3 separate regions of the Zea mays genome follow, and regions 2 and 3 are each linked to region 1. A link is a contact called in public Hi-C data. All regions are on one chromosome and are shown on one strand. The core of a region is the stretch at or near the end of the contact, and the rest is flanking DNA. Distances in the headings are between cores, read along the strand shown.

Evidence for each region. Hi-C and Micro-C count contacts between places; a contact is called where the count stands out from the background.
Region 2: a contact with region 1 is called in a Hi-C map of endosperm, with 3 times the contacts expected there. The contact joins the promoter of LOC100217179 here to the promoter of LOC100278888 in region 1. A contact is called at or near these places in 4 of 25 Hi-C or Micro-C datasets (ear, endosperm, leaf mesophyll and 1 more).
Region 3: a Hi-C map of endosperm shows a contact between it and region 1, with 2.4 times the contacts expected there. The contact joins the promoter of LOC103654413 here to the promoter of LOC100278888 in region 1. A contact is called at or near these places in 3 of 25 Hi-C or Micro-C datasets (ear, endosperm and leaf).

What each region holds. Positions count from the first base shown.
Region 1 is chr4:199,307,910-199,310,609 of Zm-B73-REFERENCE-NAM-5.0, reverse strand. It overlaps LOC100278888, which reads right to left and starts at 1,376. Exons shown (of 1, transcript NM_001152019.2): 1 at 1-1,376. The coding sequence starts at 1,351.
Region 2 is chr4:199,506,924-199,509,623 of Zm-B73-REFERENCE-NAM-5.0, reverse strand. It overlaps LOC100217179, which reads left to right and starts at 1,317. Exons shown (of 18, transcript NM_001317389.1): 1 at 1,317-1,613; 2 at 2,412-2,513; 3 at 2,626-2,700. The coding sequence starts at 1,509. LOC100275453 reads left to right here. Exons shown (of 7, transcript XR_004857919.1): 6 at 1-170; 7 at 381-733.
Region 3 is chr4:199,085,685-199,088,384 of Zm-B73-REFERENCE-NAM-5.0, reverse strand. LOC103654413 (O-methyltransferase ZRP4-like) reads right to left here and starts at 1,416. Exons shown (of 2, transcript XM_008681248.2): 1 at 534-1,416. The coding sequence starts at 1,367.

The sequences.
Region 1 (2,700 bases), core at 127-2,626:
CGAACACGCCGGCCCGCTGCAGGACCTCCACGTCGCGCCGCGCGTCCACCACGGACGCCATCAGCAGCACGTAGCTCACCAGGCGCTGCAGCTCCCACCGGCCCCGGCTCTGCTCGTACGCCAGCAGGTTCGCGAAGATGGCGTGGTTCGTGTAGCTCTCCACGGCCGGGATCTCCAGCGCGCCGCTGCGGCGGTCGAAGGTCACGTCCACCATGCTCCGCGGCGACTTCTTGGCGCGGAACGTCACCCCGGAGTCCTTCAGCTCCGACGCCGGCGGCAGCTGCCACGGCATGCGCTCATCCGCAGACGTGGACATCAGTTCCTCGAGCGCCTCGCCGTCTTCCTTGTCCTTGCTGCCCGTGCCGCTCCCGTCCCGGTCCTCCGGTGGTAGGAACCAGTGGTAGTAGAGATGCAGCAGGTGGTGGATCTCACCGTCGGGGGGCCGCGTGCTCTCGGGGTCCCGCGGGCCGACGCACATGTCCACGGTGAGGTAGTTGACGAGGACGTTGGTGACGAAGTAGTCCCGGCCGAGCCCGCCCGTGGCCAGGTCGTAGAAGCGCTCGAGCACGAAGAAGGGGAGCTGGTTCTCGAGCAGCAGCATGTCGTTGTACACGTTCTGCATCGCCCACGAGGCGTCGATGAGCGCGTCCTCCGCGCTCTCCTGCCCCTTGAGGAAGAACTCCACCAGGAAGCAGCCGTCCAGGAGGAGCATCTCGGCGAACTCGGCCGCGGGCAGCAGCACGGGCTCCGCGTACCGGCGGCGCGCGGAGGCCTCCATCGAGCGCGCGGCGCGGGCGTACGAGGCCAGCGTCGCGCCGCCGGGGCGGGCCAGAATGTCGCGGAGGTACCGCCACTTGTGCTCCTCCATGGCGGCGAGGTGCCGGCCGGCGCCACGGTGGAAGGGCCCGATGGAGATCATCTGCGGCTCGTAGAGGTGCCGGTTGCGGTCGCGCATGGGCCCCGCCACGCGGAAGATGGTGAACGGCTCGCTCTCGTGCGCATTCCCGGGCAGCGCCGCCAGGCGCCGTCCCATGCGCGCCGCCATGTCGTCGGCCTCCGCGTCGTCACCAATCTCCTCCTCTTCATCCTCCCCCTCCACGGCGCTGCTCTCGTCCAGCCGGCGCTGCACGGACGCGGACAGCTCGTCCCCTTGTACGTCGCCATCGTCGTTCATCTTCACGTCGGCGTCGGCGAGTGCCCTGTGGCTCTCATCCGTGCCACTGGCAGCATCCACGAGGGTGCTGCTCTCGTCGGCCGCAGCACCGCCGTGTTCTCCCGGCGTGGCGGCGACAACCGGTCCGGGACTGTGGTTGTTGGGCACTAGTAGGGGCTTCATTAGAGGAGAGTCCATGAGTGACACAAGAACAAGATGACCGTCACATGAGACGGGACAGGTTAGAAATGCTAGACGACATTTTATATCTGGGTCCTTTGTACAGGGGCTCTCATTTTTGTACTATTGTCTAGTCAACATGAGATGTTGTCATTGTTTGACTATAGGATATTTATGGTGCCTGATTTTTTTATTATTATTCAATCAAAAAGCAATGCTGTCATCGTCGTTTGACTGTAACATTTATGGTGTTTAATTTTTCATTATTATTCAGTCAATATGTAATGTTGTCAATTGTTGAAGTATATATAGAAAAAAAATAAAAGTTCTCTTGTAAATTATATTTTTAATTATACTAGTTGTTTGTCTAAATTTATCATATAAAACATCAGGCACCTAAAATATAAAACTCTAGTATTTATATCTATACTTATATCTATATCTATGTCCACATTTAATCAATTATATATCTACAAATATAACTATACACTTATATAATATTAAATAAAAAATCTCTAAATTTTCGTCCTGCACTCTCTCACCAATTCTTGTACTGGACAGTTTTTAAGTAAATAATAATACATGTTGAATTAGAGCTAGTAATCAAAGATGGCCATGAGATGAGGCAGGACACGTTAAACGACACAATAATAAATGCTATAGATATATGTATAGATATACATTTACCTATAATCTTTGTCTAACTATTTCTATCTCCATTCCTAATCTCTTGTATTAAAGAGGCTAAGATTTTTTTATATTTCTCTATCTCTAATATTAAAGAGGCTAATATTTCTATATATATATATATATATATATATATATATATATATATATATATATATATATATATATATATATATATATCTAATCCCTAATAATAAAGAGCCTGAGATTTCTAGATATATTTGGATATATCTATAATATCTATATCTAACACCTAATATTAAATATGCTAGTATATTTTTGTCTTTCATCACCCACAAGTGTCCGATCTATATCTTATCTATTATGCGTCTCCAACTATAACTATGTACTTATATAATATGAAAATAAAAAAATCTGTAAATTTCGGTCCCGGACTCTCTCACCAATTATTATTCTTGGCGGTTTTTAAGTAAGAGTAATAATACATGATGAATTAGAGATAGTATTCTTGACTGGTTTAATCTTACATGCATTTTGTTCCGTAACAAAAAGATGGCCATCAGATGAGGCCCAATAAAAATGCTATAGATATATATTTACCTTAATTTCTATCTCCATCTCTATTCCCTAGTGTTAAAGAGGCTAAGAGTTTTTATATATCTCTATCTCTAACATTAAAGAGGCTAAGATTTCTAAATATATCTATATCTCTAATATTA
Region 2 (2,700 bases), core at 68-2,567, 200 kb before region 1:
GGTCATCTTCTATGACAAAGGGCATGTACCGACCGAGAAGTTCGTCTTCAAGCTTGCAGTCAACCAGTCATACCGTTCCAAGTTAGAGGAGGCGAACCTGGAGTTCGCTCTGCGAGCATTCTTGATCAAGCTGACTGTTGCTGAGCCTGTTACCAGACCCCTTCCACCAGGTCTCATCTTTTTTCTAATTTGTTTTTTTAAATCTTAAGGTCTTCTGCAAGAGGAAAGCGCATATATATATATATATATATATATATATATATATATATATATATATATATATATATATATATATATATATATATATATATATATATATATATACCTGCAAAATGTCTATCAGGGAGTGAGTGACGTGCTTGCATCTTGGATTCTGACAGATGGTAGCTGGGAGGTGACCGCCTACTTCCGGTCCCTCCCCGGCGACGGTGACCGAGAAGCTCAGCTGTGGATTCCTACGGACGCCGAGCTGTGGATGCAGCCTCCGCAGATCACCCCCATCAAGTCAGTCAGCTGTGACCCTCTGACGATGCAGCTCTACTTGGAGCACCCTAGCGTCACGGAACCGAAGGAGCCACCGGCATAATGACAGGAGCCTGCACCTGTGGGCTGTGATACACTGCAATGTATAGAATTTTTTTTTGCAAGGCAACTTTGGCACGAACCCTCGAGTCAGTGAAACCTTTTTTGTTCAGACAGAGGCAAGGAAACTACTTCTATCCAGTGGCTTCAACTTCTGGCTAGAGAAGGCGACACTGTAACAATCTTGGGCCTTGGGATTTTGGCTGAGGCTGAGGCTGAGGGGGGTGGCAGAGACGGACGACACATGGGTGAGAAGCACATGGCTAGAAGAAGAGTGGGGAGGAAACTGCCTGACTGAAAGATAGAATAGAGACCAAACAGAACCCTGCCAAACATGGCATTTTGCCGTGACTCGTACTCTCACTCTTAACTTCTCACTCTTAACTGTTTTAGCGTCGCGCACGCAGAACCTTTTTTTTCCCTCGGACGCTTCTACCACTGCCTCTGCCTGGGCCCCGCCCGCCGGCCGCCGCAGCCACGCGGCGCACGTGGTCGCGTCGAGGGAGACGGGCCGCGACAAGCCCACCGACCCACCCGTCCTGCACTCCTGCCACGCGGAGCCAACCCCATCCCTTCCCGCCATCTCGACGCCTCTCCCGCCAAAACCAACCAGGGCTGCGTGCTGCCGCCATCCCCTCTCCCGCCTGCGAGGACCGGGCCCACCGCGCAGCGAGACGGACGGGCTCCGTTTTACCGAGCAAGCTACCCCGCAGACCGCAGACCGCAGACGTATTAAAAGTCCGTGCGAGCCGCTGGGATCCGAAAATATTTTTTGGCGCGCATCCCAACAGCCGCCGCCGCTTCCCGTCCACCGGCACCGCCGCCGCAACCCTGTTAGAGCTTCCCTTCCGGTCGCTGGAGTGCCTGGTTCCGGCCCCAGCAGCGGTTTCGGGCACTGGGTTGGGAGTGCTTGGAAGGGGAGAAACATGGACGGAGTCGCCAAGCCGTCCACGAGCTCGGGGTCGGGGGTCACGGATAGTGCCTCCGCCGCCGCGGCCTCCATAGATGAGAGGTTCGCCGATCTGTGCGAGGTACGACCGCCCACCCGCCGCGGCGATTGCGCCGCTCCGTTGGGTAGGGGTTTTCGAATTTCGACGTTTCGTTGGGGCGCTGGAAATTCTTCTTTTTTTTTTCTGCGCAAGGCGTGGTTTTTTCTTCTCCACTGGCCATGCCTTGGAGCTCCTTCGTGTGTGTTTTTGTCCCGATTTTCTCGTTCGGAGTTGATGGATCTGGCGCCTCCCCCTTTGCTTTTGCATCTCCTATTTTTTTTGGGAAATGTGTCAGCTTTTCTGCCTGTGGTACGGTCTTCGGGGTTTTGTCATTTTGACTGTGCTATCGCCCGATTTTGTTTAGATTTTCCCAACCAATTTCTCGCTTGTTTAACCCTTATTACAATTCGATAAATAAACATTCGGACACATTTTTTTGCGCTTTTGGTAATACGTGTGGAAATTTATGTTCCCCAATCCCCAGCCATTTTTTTTGGTATGGTGGGGTGGGGGTAGTTTTTGTTATCTGTGGCTGCTCAATCGAACAAATGAACAGTCTATTGAAGGTTTCATTTGTTCTATACACTTTAAGTCATGTTGTCCTCCGTATGTCATACCATTAGTGATTCTGTGATTCTGTACTGTATCGCTTGTTCGCTGCTTGCTGTGGCTGGACTGCAGCTGCAGCCGAACTACTACTGCCTGGTCTATTTTTAGGAGAACTAGATATGCATAATCTGTTGGTGTTCCATTTTTACAAAAGATCGTAGGTTTTGCACTGTAGCTGGAGACCTCGTAAACCCTATTTTCTTATTTGCTCTGTTGTTTGCTGACGAGCAGAGCAAGCTGGGACTAGACGACAGCATGACGAGGCAGGCAATGCAGCTTTTCAATGAGACCAAGAACATCAAGTCCAGCATGTCTTCCTTGGGCGGTGGATCGGTAAGATTGCGTTTTCTTTCTCTCTGGTTTAGTTAGTGCTTCTTCCATCCAATATCAGGACCACGATGCATTGCTAAAACCTTTGTCTGCTACCTATTCGGTTTATGTGTAGCCCGAGGAGGTCGAGAGGTTCTGGTCTGCCTGTGTTATGTACTGTGTGTCAAGGCTCAGCAAAGCGCGGAGGTCG
Region 3 (2,700 bases), core at 167-2,666, 220 kb after region 1:
ACCGAACAAATCAAATAAGGCAGCATCACAATAAACAATAATAAATACTACCGAAAGAGACCAAAATTGTATGTATGCATCATTCGCTGTCACCTGACTACCTGAGTACACTCCAGGTAATAAGTCGTTTGGACATGGTTTGTTTATTTAAGTCAAATTTATAAAACTTTGACTACATATAACCATTTTGTTATTTAGTTTTCAAACCTAATAAGAGTTTATTTTTATTTTAACTAAAGAACATTGAACAAAGATATTATATTTTAAAGTCATTGTCCTAACGTCTAATTGACTTGTAATTTGGACTTAAATAAAGGACCTGCCGTAATTTGGACTTGAAGCTAGGGTGTACTGTTGTTATTGACCTTTTTGTTCCTATGCATGCATGTCTATACTGTATAGTAGTTAGTACTACGACGTATATATATATATATATATATATATATATATATATATATATATATATATATATATATATATATATATATATATATATATATATATATATATATGGCCGTACCGTACGTACGTACCTTGAGGAAGACAGCGTCTGCCGACGAAACGCTCTCGAACATGTCACCGGCGACATACTTCACGGCGGTATCAGCAGGAGCGCCGGCGACGACGTTCGGGAGATCTAGCACGCTGCACTCCAGGTGCGGGAACGCTTTCGCGATGGCCTGTGTGGCGCCACCAAACCCGCCGCCGACGTCGACGAGGGAGCTGATCCCCTGGAAGACGGTGCCGCTGCCGCACTCCCTGACCACGACGTTCATGATGAAGCCGCTGTCCGCGACCATGCCGGCGTCGAAGAGCCTGCTGAAGCCGGCGTCGTGGGCGGCCAGCTCCCATATGTCCCGCCCGTGCGTCACCTTGAAGGGGGACGGGTCCGGCATCTCGTGCTGGAACCACCCGCGGAGGTCGAGGAAGGACGACACGAAGATGGGGCAGAGCATCACGTTCAGTAAAGGGCTCACGTTCTGCCCCGGTGGGCCGACAAGGAGACGGGACGCCGGCGTGAGCGTGTAGACGAGCTCGTCGTCACAGCCGCCCCCGTCATCGTGCGGCTCCTGGGTGCCGAAGACGCCGGTGACGGTGAGCACGCGCATGAGGCGCCGCAGGCATGGTGTCTTGGACGGGTGGAGCGTGATCCTGGTGACTATCTGTGGGATGGTAGCCGAGCCGCCGTGCTGGTGGATGGCATCGGGTATGCCGAGGTCGAGCGCGGCCTTGAGCGCCATGGACTTGACGTAGCCGAAGGTGTGGTTCCACAGCTGGAGCTCGGCATCCAGCGCCACCTGCTGTTCGCTGCTTGCCGTGTGTTGTTGCTCAGAAATTGTGAGTTTTTGCTCCTTGCTGAGCGCCATATGCCGCCGCCTGGCTTTTATTTTGCTGTGAGCTTGACTTGTGAAGCTTCACGGCTGCAAATATATATAGGCTCGCCGCTTGCAAATTGCACAGTGATTGCACTGTTTGCCCAAGTACGGTACATCTGATCAAGCTATACCAGGTCCGGGCGAACACCCGAAGCGATATGGTTCAGTTTTTGACGTCCCACCCGGATTCACGAGCGACGGCGTCCACCCAGACGTGTGCGACGGTGGCGGTTGCTCGAGAGTGCGCGCGGCGCGGACCCCTGGCCAGCAGTGGCGGTGGCTCCCAGACTCGGACGCGTGATGGTGGCGATTCCTCGATCTGGAGTAGCGTCGCCGGTTCCTAGATCGGTGGCGCGGTGGTAGGCTCCCCGATCCAGAGGGCGAGCAACGGCAGAGCCCCAGTGCGGGCGAGCGGTGCGAGTAGCGACGATGCTGCACGAGGCGCGAGGTGCGTGCGATGACGGACACAAATGACATCCTCCGATCCGGCGCACTCCGGGAGCCCCCAGTGACGACCTCCCTCCGTTCTTGTGTCCTCGACGACGTCTTCCAGCGACTACCACCTCTGATCCGTGTTATGTCTTTCGATTATTGTGTTTTACGCCTACCACATACATTATTTACGCTAAAACTGTAGGATTTTATGCTTTCACATGGAGTTCGTACATCAGTTTACTGCATACATATTTTTTGCATGCATATTAAAAAGGCAATTCCTTGATTTATGTTTGTTCCTAATTACCATAAAAATCAAATCACTTATGTTCGTAACTGCCAGATTTTTACAACTGTCATAAAACTGTCCATAATTCCGTCAGCGTTCTTAGTTGCACCGATATAAAAATCAAATCAGTATTTATGTGACTTTGTATAAAAAATTATGCTCTGCGTGACTCATGTCATCCATTTTTTGCGCGCGTGACGTGGAAACAAAAATATCATCCAAAATTTGTGCGCATGCAATGAAAACTCCCACGATCTGCCATAATTTTTGGATCTGCATAAAAATAGAAATCACATGCATGTGACTTCCATATTTTTTGGATCTGCCATCAAAATAGGTTCGTGAATACAACCCATCAGAGCTATCAACCTCTCATATTGGCTCGGTATTTACGCTTATAATTAAGAGATTTTATGCTCAAAACTTAAGTTTTTTACGCTCAAACCTAGAGATGCGTCCACCGGTGAACCACATGCCAATTTTTTACGCAGTGTACCTCATTGTATAAATATCTACACTGTTTAACATAATTTATATATGTATATGTCATAAACTGGTTCTAACGAGCCTAGTTGTATGAGTATTGGAGCGATTCTATAT